Regions from separate parts of the Sus scrofa genome. Here all the other regions are linked to region 2. The links are chromatin contacts, called in public Hi-C maps. All regions are on one chromosome and are shown on one strand. The core of a region is the stretch at or near the end of the contact, and the rest is flanking DNA. Distances in the headings are between cores, read along the strand shown.

Region 1 (4,295 bases), core at 54-2,553, 87 kb after region 2:
GCTCGAGCACATCCTTGGTCGGCTTCGGGTTGCTTGATTGGAAGCCCCGCTCAGAGGACACCAAGGAATGGAACTGTCACCCAGGAAAATCCAGTTGGGTGGTGGAGTGGGAGAAGGATGGAGTGTGGCTGTTGTCCTACAAATTCCAGCAGAGCCCCTGACCATCGAGGCAGGGGAAGGCGCAAGGCTTTCCAGGACGTCAGACAGAATGAAACAAAGGTTAGGATGAGAGCTAGGCGGTCCGAGAAAACCTTCTTAAGGAACAAGAGGTCCCATGGTCTTAGAGCACCAGGAAATTAGCATAAGGAACAAGAAAAGCGGTCTCTTAAAAACGTGGAGCTTAAATTTCATGGCGGAGAAGGGCAGTAGCAATATGTTTGAAGAGTAAGTAACAGGTGGAAAGAATGAAGAAGTACGTGAGCCTGAGAACAGATCGTAGAATGAAGCCTCCTTACGATACTGGGGTGTCCTAGTTTTCTGTTGCCCAGTTTAAGGTTCCCTGGCCCCTGCGCAGGAATCACCAGTGGTACCTATTTGAAATGCAAGTCGTGGGCTCCGCCTCAGCCATTCTGGGTCAGATCCTGAGTGGACAGGGGAGCCTGCATTTTCACATACTCCCACAAAATCTGGAAAACATTGCTGCAGATTCTTTGTCAATGTCAACAGACTCTCCCCTTTCTAGATAAAATTGTGGGGAACTACAGAGGAATGCAAGAGAGGAGAGGAGGGGAGAGGGTTTCAGAAGAATTTTTAGATAGCCTGTGCCCCAAATCACCTTTCCCAGAACCTCTGCGTCGGTCATCCTGGTGTGTCAGTGGACACAACTTCCTCCCACAGTTGGACCAGTTCTGACCAGTGTTGCGGGGCCAGCTGCCACAGGACTGGAAACACCGGCCTGTTGCAGCTCTGCCACCTACTGGCTGTAAGAGGAGGTGCAGAATTCAACACAGCGATCACCCTGGTTAAAGAGCAGCTTCAGAAAACACATACAGCACACGCACATACACACTCGTACACCACCCACCAGGGCCCCTCTGGCTCCCGCTGGCCCATGATCTGTTGGTTCACCTGTCGGCATAAGTACAGATGCATTTGATCTCTCCGTTCAGACATGGATGAGCTTGGAGGGGGAGAGAAGGGAAAAGGACAGAGTACAGGCTGATAAGCAGAGGCTCTGAAAAGACTTCCTCCTCTTCCTTCCTGTTTTCCAGGACACAGGAGGGGAAGATGCAGGCGTCGGGGAGGGGAAGGCTCCAAGCCCAAGGCAAGGGCAGGGCAGGCGGGGTGGGAGGGACTGAGCCCAAAGGCTGTGAGCACTGAGCCAGGATCCAGAGCTAGTGTGCACACAGGCAGCTAACTCGGCCTTCCCTGGGGCTCTGACTGCGGCCAGCGCTGAGGTCTTTTCTCCCTCCGTTTCCTCTTTTACGGCATGAATGATATACTCTGCCTTCTCAGCCCAGCCCCATCGGACCCTCTCCAGGGCTCAGAAGGGCAGGATGGCTAGGTTGGCTCTCGAACCCCTGGAACCACTCAGAGGAGGGCTGACCCCTGCCTACCTGCCCTTCTGTCCAACCACCGATGGGCCCACCTGTGTTTGGGAATGACCTTCTGACCTTGCCTTGTTTGGGGGCCATGACCTTATGTCAAAACCACTCAGGTTGCGTTTCATTGACCGGGTTCCCTCAGGGAAAAGAGAGTTCCCAATCCCAGCCCTGGCAGGAAGTCAAGTTTTCTGTGCTCCTCCCCAGTCAGAAAGCTCTCTGCTGCACACTCTGCCCTGCCCGCCTTCTCTCTGCCAGCTCTTGTCCTCCACCCCTGCTCTTGGCTTCCTTCCTACCCCTTTCTGAAGCTGCCTGGCTGGCTGCCACCTGGGCCAGCTGAGGAGGGAACAGGCTGGGAGGCCCCTGGAGCTGGTGTCCGGGCTGTGGGTGCTGACTTCTGCTTGTGGTGCCCACTTTGCTCTGTTGCGCATGACTTTGGACTTGGTCATGGTGAAGCCACTGTGGCCTGGCAGGGCCAGCAGAGAGACATCACTTACCACAGGTCGTGTGCATCCGGGCAAACTTTGGACCTTGTTTCACTGAATCACAGACCAGTAAGTCCAACCCAATCCAGCCTAACAGCACCAACACAAAGCAACCAACTCAATCCAACTCAATCCAACACAACCCAGTACAATCCAATCCAATACAACCTAATCCAACACAACACAAAACAGTATATAACACAACACAACCAACCCAACCCAAACCCAACAGAACCCAACACAACACCAACACAACCCAATGCAATACAACACAGCACAATCCAACACAACACAGTACGACCCAACCCAATAGAACACAACACAATACATCCCAAACCGATACCACTGAACACAACACAATCCAGTCCAACACACTGCAACCCAATAAAACATGACACAAAACAACACAACATGACACAAAACAACACAATAAAATAACTAAGCCTGAACAACAGGTGGCTTTATAGGTCTCTGTTTACTCATCTTGCTCTGCATTGATGGAACTGGGGAGGTGGGGGCCTAAGCAGTGGACTCTTCTGGTCACCCCTCCCTCCTTTCAAAGGATTGTTGAAAGGAAGTGGACACCAGGGCAGCTTGGCGAGGGCAAGGGGCTCAGGACGGAAGAGACCCAGTGGAATTGCCCTGGCGCTGTGAGCTAGAGTGCCATGGACCACCTGGGCACTCACTCCCCATCTGTCAGAGGGCGGGGCCTGAGTCCACCCTACCAGCCCAGCTCACTGCACTCATGTAGGATGCATGGAAATAACAGTCACAAAATCCCTTTTCAAAGTTTGAACCAAAGCTGTTGTTAGTTGAGTAACTGTGTTATGGACAAGTGACATCTGTTTTGTCAAGTTGTCCCCTGGAGGCCTGGGAGGATCAGGGTCTCTGCCCTTGGGGAAGTGCTGTGACTAAGTCCTCCACTTTCTGCGCCTCTACATCGGCTGATTCAACTTATACTGAGAATATTGAAGTTTTCCAAAACCCCAGTAAAAGAGCTTGGCGTAAAGAAATGCGTCGTTCCCTTAACCCGAACCCGAGAAGTGGCCAGAGGCGAGCTGAGGATGTGGGTGATTCAACACAGGCCGCTCCCAGCTCCTCGGAGGCTGCCCGTTGTGATGGAGGAGGATTTTGTATTTAGCTGTTTAGCCAATACGTAGGTTCTCACCTTTGTTAAAGGAATGAAAAAGCTCCTCTTCAAGAGAGATTCTCCAAGTTAGGAACGTGGAGGAAGGTTTATTATCTTCATTTTACGAAAGTCAGCTTGTATCGGTTGCCATCTCTGCAACACACAACACTTCCCCTTTGCCTACAGGTGAACGCCTAGTGCTTTGAAGAGCCCTCCAGGTTTCTCTTGTACCTGCATCCACTGTGTCCTCTGCAGTCACGCGGCCTGGCCAGAGCTGGCCCCTCCCCATCGCACACACTGACCCTTGCGTCCACCCCTCATGCCAGCCTGACCCAAGACATGGGCTTCCTTGCAGCACCTGCTATTGCAACCATATTCCTCCTTTAAAAGTCAGCTCCAACTGTCACTCTTCTGTGAAGAGCCCTCCCCTGCCTGGCCAGCCCTTCCTTTCCATGGCCACACAGAGCCTGTTCCCGGCATGCACTTCCCCCAGGAGGGGCTTGGTGTCCAGGAGAGGTGGGGTCGTGTTGGCCGGTAGAAGATTCTGACGCTACCCCTTGTTAGCTCTCTCTGACTTTAGCTGTGTCCTCTCTGAGTCAGTTTATTTACACACGCAATGGGACTGAAGCAACTGCTGTCCTCACCTCCCCGGAACTGTAGCTCATTTATTAAATCAACAAATGTTTCTTGTGCACGTACTCTGTGCGGCGTGAATGAAATCAGAAACGAAATGTGAAATGGCTTTCTAAATTGTGTTTGGCTTCTTAGTTGTTTGACAAGGCGCCCTTGAGGAGGGGAGGCTGCCAGATTCCCTTTGGCTCCTTTGCAAGATTCCCTTTGAGTCTTCTGCAGCGGGATATCACACAGCAGACTTGAACCAGGGACTCCCAGAGGGCGCACCTAGCAGGCCAGTGTGAGAGGGCTCACGTCCTCTGTCTCCTAGGCCTCAGTCACAGAACCATCTCCCCTGTTCCCACCTGCTCCCGGATCCTCTGAGCTGCCGCCTTAGGTCCCAAAGGAAAAGCTCAGGGAGGGGAAGAGCCTGGGTTTCCACTGCATAAAGGAAACGCTCGGGGGTGGAGTGGGGGAGAAGATTATTTTTAATTATCTGACACCTTTGTTTATGCAGTGTCTGTAATA
Region 2 (4,204 bases), core at 152-2,651:
TGTGGAGGGCATTTCTCAGAAGACGCTGAGGATGGGGTGTCACTAGCGGGAAAGGGGGTGACAACGCACAGGGCCATCATGCTGGGGTCCTGCTGGGGCTCCCTCTGTTGACAGGGGCAGTCCATGATAGCTGTGTTGGCAGCTGGCCTTTCCTTCTGAGAACACTGTCACTTGCAGCCGAGCTCCGGGAAGGCCATTACCTCTGCTCCAAGCTGCTTGTCGCTGCTTCAGTGACTCTAGTCCTTCTCCTGTGTTACAGGACTTGACAGAAAGAAGGCTGCCTTTGAAGCATGGAGTACTGAGACTTGCGCTTCCCAGACTCTCCCAGATCTGGAGGGGATGAGAAAAGGGGGTGATCTGACGATCCCTGGCTTGAGCGGATCCTGTATCCCACAACCCAGGGGTCAACACCATTCCTGCCTTGGCCACCCTTGAAGCCAGCGCAACCCCTGCTGGGGCCCTGAGGCCTCTGGGCTCCCCTTGGAAAGTAATAGGGTGGGACCCCTCATGACTTGTCCTTCAGAGGGCTGGATGGCTGGACCTTTTAGTTGAGTAGGTGAAAAATACAAGGTCAGGACTAGAGGAAATTTGCTAATAAGGTGACCACTTTTTCTGAACCCAAACTGAGAGTAGGGTGGATTATTACGACATAATATGGAGTGCAAAAATTGTCACAGTGGTGGAATATCTGGGGGATTCATATGAGTGATTGACTCACAAATCACTGACTTGCTTACATCAGCTTAGGCAGCTTCACAAACTAGCTGGGTAACGCTGGATGAGACACTGAGCCACTGAGGACCTCGGTTTTGAGGGTCTCCCAGCTCCATGAATTGATGAGTTTTGGTGGAGGAGGAGGGGACTTATGAGGGTCAGGCTGGAGTGGAGTCACAGTGCAGGTGACACAAAGGGGTGGGGTGGCACTCAGTCTGTGCCCAGAGGTGGGGTCGCTGGGGCGTCACTGCACATCCCTCGCCATTTCCTTGGGCCGGACTAATAGGGCTGTGGCTTCTCCCCCCCTCGCGTGCAGGCTCACTGTTTTATGAATTAAGGACCCAGGCTGCCCCTGAGGGAGAATTGATGGAAGGGGCTCTGCAGCCCCAGACAGAAGCATAGACCCAGGAGGAGGGGTCCAGAGAGCAGGCCCCCGGGGCTGCCAGCCTCGCCAGCCCTGTGCGGGAGACAGCGGGGCTGCAGAGAGCCCTTAATGGCCAGGCAGATTAGGAACACGGTTCCGGCCGAGGGCACAGAGCCCCGGAGAATGATAATCAAACTCCTTGCCGCCAGTCAAGCAGCTAAGCAGACAAGATCTAAATAAACACGCTTCTGTCTCCAGTCGGGCGGGCCCCCCTCTCGGTGGTGGAATCAGGTTGTCTGCTCCAGCAGCTTGACCTTGGACTCTGTACTTGACCCTGGTGAAGGGCCAGATTTCCCAACATCAGATTCACAAACATCTCTCATCCTGTGTGCTCACTCCTCTGGGCTTGTTTTGTGTATTTATTTATTTGTGTATTTATTTATTTATTTATTTTTATTTTTTGTCTTTTGGGGGCCGCACCCACGGCAAATGGAAGTTCCCAGGCTAGGTGTCGAATTGGAGCTGCAGCTGCTGGCCTGCACCACAGCCACAGCAACTCAGAATCCGAGCTGTGTCTGCGACCTACACCACAGCTCATGGCAATGCTGGATCCTTAACCCACTGAGCGAGACCAGGGATCAAAGCCGTGTCCTCATGGAGACCAGTCAGGTTCCCTACCGCCGAGTCACAATGGGAATTCCTAGGCTCATTTGAGATCTGACGACTCTGTACCACCATCTTCAGGTGACTCCCAAGCTATCGAGCTGTCCAGCCACAGATGGGCTGTGTGGCCCGGTGCCCAGGACGTGTCTGGCCTGCCCCGCCTCTGCTCAGTTTTACATGCCCCGCCCACTCTCTGACTTAGTCAAGATGCTTCAACAGGAGTATCTCCTTTTTTCAGAGGCGTTGTACAGGCTGAGTGTGAAGAAAACATTTGTGATATATTAATGTGCATCTGGTCTGCCCGAGAGCTTCTCCGACATGAACGGGCACATAAGTCATTTGAGGATTTTATGCAAATACAGGTTGCAATTCAAGAGGTCTGGGGAGGGGCCTGATGGCCTGCGTTTCTAATGAGCTCCCCGGTGAAGCGGATACTCTTGGTCCTTGAATCACAGTTTGAGTAGCAGAGGTCTAGGTCAGTGCTGTTCAAAACGTGGTCTGCAAATTATCTGTAAGAGATACAGAGAGACAGCAAGAATGAGTTAGAAATTTGCATAGCAATTCTGCAACATCCTAGAGCCTGGTTGGTGAATTCGCATTTTCTCTTTTTAAATTTCACTTTTCTAGTCATTTGTTTTTATGGTATTGGACCAAAGCGTCCATCTACAATGGATAAAGAATTTTATAGAATGGCCCTTTGCCATGGGTCGTGTGAGATGCCAGGGACTAGAGGACTTCTGCCCTGCCCTGCAGGCTCTGAGACGCCCCGATTCTCGGCAGCAGCTCATGTACAGAGGTGGCCTGTCCTCGGAGGACAAACCCTGGTGGCTTGCGATCCCTGCGGAGGATCCAGGCCATGTCCTTGGCATTTCCTCGCGTCGCCTGTTTTCCAAGCTCAGTTCAGTGTTTTCTTTCCCAGGCGGCACTCTGGGTATTTCAGACAAAGGTTGAATGTCTCAGGGGAGTTCAGCCTCTGCCGATTCCAGGAAGTGCCAGCTAACAGAGATTGCAGCCGGCAAGGCTCTGAGCATGCCCAAGGCACCCACACCGGGTCTGGACAGCCCGCTCCCTCTGTCCCTGAGCAGGATTTGACTCCACTGTGGCAACCACCTGCCCCACTTGTGAGAAAGAATAAGCCAGGCTGGAAAACAGGCCAAGTGAGAAGGCTTCCTGCCTCCCATGCCCATGGGGCAGGGCTGGGTGTTAATGAACCCAGCGCTGTCACAACAAGAAGGGGGCCAGCTGGAGCCCGCCCACGTTTGACCTCGGTCATTTGGCAGAAACCAGACTGCAGGGGAAGTGGTCAGAAATGTAAACAGGTCCAGCTCTCTCCCTGCCTTGGCAGTCTCTGTTGTCCTTGGCCCGCTGTGGGTTGTCACACATCCTGGACAGGGCTGGTGGGGATGGCAGAGCTGCAGGACCCCTTTCAAATCTTGCTTTCTTTCTTCTACCCCCCGCCCTTGGCACCTGGTCCAACACTGGGTACCTGTGGGCCCCCTTCCATCAGTGCCTTTTCACGGGTTGGTGCTATATGCTCCCTTATTCTGAGCTCAAGTAATCCGTAACGATAGAAGCTCCGTGGAACACCTTGCCGTCTTTACTGAGTGCTAATTTGGTTGGAAAGTCACACAGAAAAGAGGTTGCTATTGAATAACCACGTGTGGAATGATCTTCATGCATCCTTTGGAAATCAGCCACTCCAATGTTCAAAAAGGATATGATTTCAGCTAAGCCAGATTTAATTGAGAGGGTAGATTTTGATTTGGGCCTGGCATTGATTGGATGACCTGAAGCTGCTTTACCTCTCAACTGGGGTGTTTCATGAACGAGGTCCTAGTTTGGCTGCAGGAGGACTTGTCATTGAGAATGTCTATACATGTGTGCTCGCTCACCTTTGTATAAAAGGGGCTGCTTAATCAGGTGGGACTTCTGAGTTGTTCTTCCAGGTACAGAAATGCACCAACCTGCTCTGGTTGCTCTCCCTTGCTGTCTAAAACAGATGCCACCTCGTGCCTTCTTGAGACAGATGTTCAGGGCCGGGGTTAGTGTCTCTGGCCAAGGAGCCAGAGCAAAGATATTTGGTGGATCCAGCATTTGGCTCCATGACTGTGCTCTGGTTAGCCCTGTTCCTTAGTTGTTGGGCCTCTTAACACATTTTGTGAAGCCGAACTTTAGTACAGGTGTTTACTGAAAACGGGATGTGTACCGTGGTCCAAATCTATTAGACGCTAAAAGGATTCACCTTGTTTAGATGCCTGGTACTAGCTTCTTCCCTACCCTCCAGCTGCAGGGGGGCCCCCAGATTCCCCAGAGCCACAGTTACTCTGCAGTTCTGCTCTCCAGCTACAGCCAGACCAAGACAAATTTCAGAGCGGCAGCGACTTGTTTAGCATAGTGTGTGCCTTGGATGTTGGAAAATGGAAACAGAGGAGTCAGCATCTACTTGGTGGGACCCAGCCAGAT
Region 3 (3,917 bases), core at 559-3,058, 79 kb before region 2:
TCTAAATGGGGTGAATAATGTGGGTGAGGGGTGGGGGCAAAGGGTGTGCCCAGCCCTGAAAAGCTTGGGATTCCTCCTCCCACCTCCTGCAGCCTGGAAACAAGGTCTTTGATTTATGAGCTAACTTTTAATTAAAAGAACAGCAGAAAAAAAAAATCTCATTTTGCCTCTACAGGATAAATGGTTCACAGTCTGAACGAATTTTATTTCTTCTCCAAATGCTCCCGTGCTGCAGCAGTGTGCGTGTGTGTGTGTGTGCACGTGTGTGTGTGTGTGTGTGTGTGTGTGTGTGTGCATGCATACATGTGTGTGATAGGGTGATGGGATGTGCCTAGAGCTCTGGGTCAGACCTGCTCCAAGGATACTTTGCTCCCGTGGCTGACGTGCCTGCATCCCCCTGGTCCTACCGTGTAGCGCTAATGCTCGCTTCTTGCCCCGTATCCCAATTTCTCTTTGCCGTTTTTTTCTGACATCTTTACTTGAAGAGATGCTGTCAGTTCCATTCCCAGTTGCTGGCAGAGCTTTCCTTCCTTAAGCCACGGTCATGTCCGTGCGTCTTTGGCAGAAGAGATTTTATATGGGTGGTCACCCCAAATTCTCGGTATATTTTGATTTATTTCTCTGACAGCCCCTCGTTACATCCCATCGGCACTTCCCGGTATGGAATTTATCAGACTCACAGCCCTTCTTCTCCGGGAGTTGATCTTCTGTAATATGACTGAATCTGACATGGAACTGACCCCTGGTGGGCTTGGATATAAACCTGGCCTTTCTTATGTGACAACTTTTATTCTCCGTCACTATCCATCACCTTTAGCAGTGTGATAGGGACCACTCTTTTCTCTGTCCTGCCTTCTAGAAGTACCTGTGTTTATTTGATATTTAGAAATGTATTTCTCTCTATTGCAGAGGAATCAAGTCCGTTCTCTTAGTATTTTCACACCTCCCTCCACCAGGAAGCGTTGCAGAGTCCCCTCCATTGGCTGCGGAAGCAGGAGCCAGGGGACCTCCTGTCAATGAAGGACTCACCTGCCACTTGCCCTCCTGGGACTTTGGGGCAGCACTGGGGGAGCCACTGTGGCCTCTTTACTCCAGAGAGTTTTCTGCCCACAAAACACACTGAAAAACCTCGGGAGAACTGACCAGCAAAATCCCTAGCTACCATAAGCCAGAAAATCAACTGCAGGGACACCAAGAGGTGGCCTGGGCCAACGGGAGGAATTGGGGTTTGCATTTGGTGACAAATGTTCATCCTTTTCCGCCGCCGCCGCCGACTCATGTAGGGGGACAAGGGACAGTCCTCCCACTCCCACCCCCCCATCGTCATCTTTGCAGTGCTCTGGTCTTTGTGATAAACGGCAGAGGGAGTGAGCTCCCACCCTCCCCCACCTTCTGCCACCGCCACTGCCTTTATAAATAATCTCTCACAGCGCGTCCTGATATAAGCACGAGGTGGGGCGGGGTCGCAGGGACGTGAGCCACCACCTCACAGTGAGAATGTTCCTGCTCGCCCGCCGCTGGTCTCGGGCAAAGTGTGTTGGTGTCTGCGGTCTCGCCTTAAAGCGCCAGCTCACAGTACCTGGGCTCTTCAGGCTGAGGGGGCTCAGGGTGACGGCACCCCAGGCCTCACCCAGTCTGCCACCTGCTCCGTTGCCCTGGCATCACCCGCACCTGCTCCTCCTGGGTGAGCCGAGGGAGGGACCCCTGCACCCTCTGCCTACGTTACGGGCGTGACAGTGACGTCCACTTGCCAACTTGTCGAAGTGATGTTTCCCAGAGCGCTCGGAGGCCCCGGGGCTGTTCTGCAAGATGAGATCATCGGTGCTAAATTTGTCTTTGCTGACAGCCCAGAACTGGGTTCCAGGGCCTCTGGCAGGCTCGGGAGGCTGGGGCCGAGTCCCACATGTGCCCCAGCGCCTGCCACTACTGCTGTCTGGTGAAAGAGGCTGCCCTCTCCTCTGACAGTTCTCACCTGGGCTGTCTGCCTCCCAGGTTCCCCGTTCTAAAGATGGGCTTTTGTGCCCACGATGCTACCTTAGTCCTGGCAGCTCGGCTGAAAGAGCCAGCTTAGAGAGTGTGCCCAGACTCGGAGAAATGACAGGCCATTGCTCTGCTTGTCCTCGCTTGTGGACACCTGTCTTGCATGGCCAGCACCGATGGCTGATGTTCCCTGCAGAACAACCTCCCCCTTTCAAGATCCTTAACCTCACGAGACCTGCCAGATCCCCTTTGCCACGGGAAGTAGCGTTTTCTCCAGTTCTGGAGATTAAGCTGTGGATGTCTTTGGAGGGGGCACTGTTCTGTCTGCCGCAGCAGAGCCCTCTCTAACAGCCTGCAAGACTGGTGGGGAAGAAGGGTGAGGTTGGACATTGGGGGAGGCATTTGGGGACCAGATAGGACCAATGGGAGGTCCACAGCCAAAGACAAGGAAAGGGTTTAAAAAGACCGAAAAGCCCACCAGACTTTGCCACGGCTCCCAGGCCGAGGGCTCCAGCTCCTTCCATCATCCCAGCCACATGGGCTGAGGACCATCCCCCAAGTCTCTGAGCCCAGGAAGCTCCCTGGTCAAGGCCACACTGACCTTTCCCCTCTTGGTCATTGGAACAAGAGGGGCCCCTCTGTGCATTCCCGGTTTCAACGACTTGATTTGGGGTTTCGTTTTTACCTGTGGGTTTGCTTTTCTTTGGTTTCAGAAGAGCTTTTGGGAAACAAACAAAAAGAAAGCTTTTGTAAAGTTCATCTTTGTCTTAATTTTACAAGACAAAGAAGATACCGGTTCCTTTGGCAGGTGCAGCAGCTACCAAAGCCCAATGAAAAGATCTGGAACGAAACCTGTCAGCAGGTTGGGCTAGTTGCCACAGCTGCAGACAGTGTCCCCTCCCCCTAAGGGGAGTCACCATGGACTTTGATTATTTACTGGTCAAGGGAAGCCATGATTGGTCAGGCTCATGTTTGTGTGTTGGTTTTTATTTTCTTCCTATAATTCCCAGCACCACTGCCAGCTTCTATTGAAGTTTATTGATGAGCAAGATACAGCTTTAGGCATTGTGAGATGACCAAACAAGAGAAAAAAAATGGCCTTATGTCCTTGGTGATTTTAGGTGGGCAGAGCAAGTTAGGGTTTATGGATTAGTCCATCTTCAATCCCAGCTGTAAGAAATAAAACTAACTTGCAGCCACTGGGTGAATGGTCTGTTGAAAGCTAGTTCTGCTGCAAAGGTCAAAACCCCTGATTCATCAATCAGGGTTAGGGGAGGGGGGAAGAGGGAGGAGAGGCTCGAAGATGAGAACAAAGTCAGCAGCTACTATGTGCTATGTTTTTGCTACCCATAACTCAGAGGGGTCAGTCTAGGGCCCTCATTGCAACTGTGCCTGGTGAGGATTTTGACTGCAATTTTACCCAGGAAGAAACTCCTCTCCAGAGAGGTAGAATGCTAATTGGCATAGTCTCCAAAACCCACGCCCTTATAATAAATTGTGCCATGTCCACCTTTGCTCCTTTTGCCTATGTACGTTTTCGAACTCAATTTGGCTTCTCCACCAAATATCCAGCTTCATGTAGGGGTGAAATTGGGGGCACCTGGGGGGCTTAAGGCTCCTGAAGGAAACACTCAGTGCTCACATTTTTGGGTAGCTCCCCATGCCTGTGTTCCGAGCCTCAGAGAGAGGGGCCCTTTTCTCTCCCTGCCTGTAGAAATCCCTGGACTCTCACCACAGGCTTCTCTACTGCGGGGTTGATCTCAACCGGGCTTGTGAAAATGAACAGCTGATGTGTTATATAATTCCTTTTCTCTTCAAATGTGTGTGTAACAGTATGTACATAAATATAGCGTGTGTGTGCGGGGGAGGGGGGAGGGCTGTTCCTGGAAAAGCCGAAGGGGACCCATTTGCCATTTTTGATGACTTACTCTAAAGCT

The links. Hi-C and Micro-C count contacts between places; a contact is called where the count stands out from the background.
Region 1: a contact with region 2 is called in a Hi-C map of liver, with 5 times the contacts expected there. The contact joins two enhancer-like sites. A contact is called at or near these places in 1 of 5 promoter capture datasets (liver) and 8 of 47 Hi-C or Micro-C datasets (embryonic fibroblasts, fetal heart ventricle, fetal liver and 3 more).
Region 3: a Hi-C map of liver shows a contact between it and region 2, with 9 times the contacts expected there. The contact joins two enhancer-like sites. A contact is called at or near these places in 1 of 5 promoter capture datasets (liver) and 6 of 47 Hi-C or Micro-C datasets (heart right ventricle, liver and skeletal muscle).

What each region holds. Positions count from the first base shown.
Region 1 is chr18:16,787,433-16,791,727 of Sscrofa11.1, forward strand. The region is part of intron 3 of PLXNA4 (plexin-A4); the gene reads left to right. Among named protein-coding and RNA genes, the nearest start is that of PLXNA4, 310 kb to the left of the region's middle. Within about 2 kb of position 1,304, at least 18 of the 83 cell types and tissues checked have an H3K27ac peak or open chromatin away from gene starts, as enhancers often do. A contact at or near this core is called in liver, where this site is marked.
Region 2 is chr18:16,700,165-16,704,368 of Sscrofa11.1, forward strand. The region is part of intron 3 of PLXNA4 (plexin-A4); the gene reads left to right. Among named protein-coding and RNA genes, the nearest start is that of PLXNA4, 230 kb to the left of the region's middle. Within about 2 kb of position 1,402, at least 10 of the 83 cell types and tissues checked have an H3K27ac peak or open chromatin away from gene starts, as enhancers often do. A contact at or near this core is called in liver, where this site is marked.
Region 3 is chr18:16,620,278-16,624,194 of Sscrofa11.1, forward strand. All of the region lies in intron 3 of PLXNA4 (plexin-A4), which reads left to right. Among named protein-coding and RNA genes, the nearest start is that of PLXNA4, 150 kb to the left of the region's middle. Within about 2 kb of position 1,809, at least 11 of the 83 cell types and tissues checked have an H3K27ac peak or open chromatin away from gene starts, as enhancers often do. A contact at or near this core is called in liver, where this site is marked.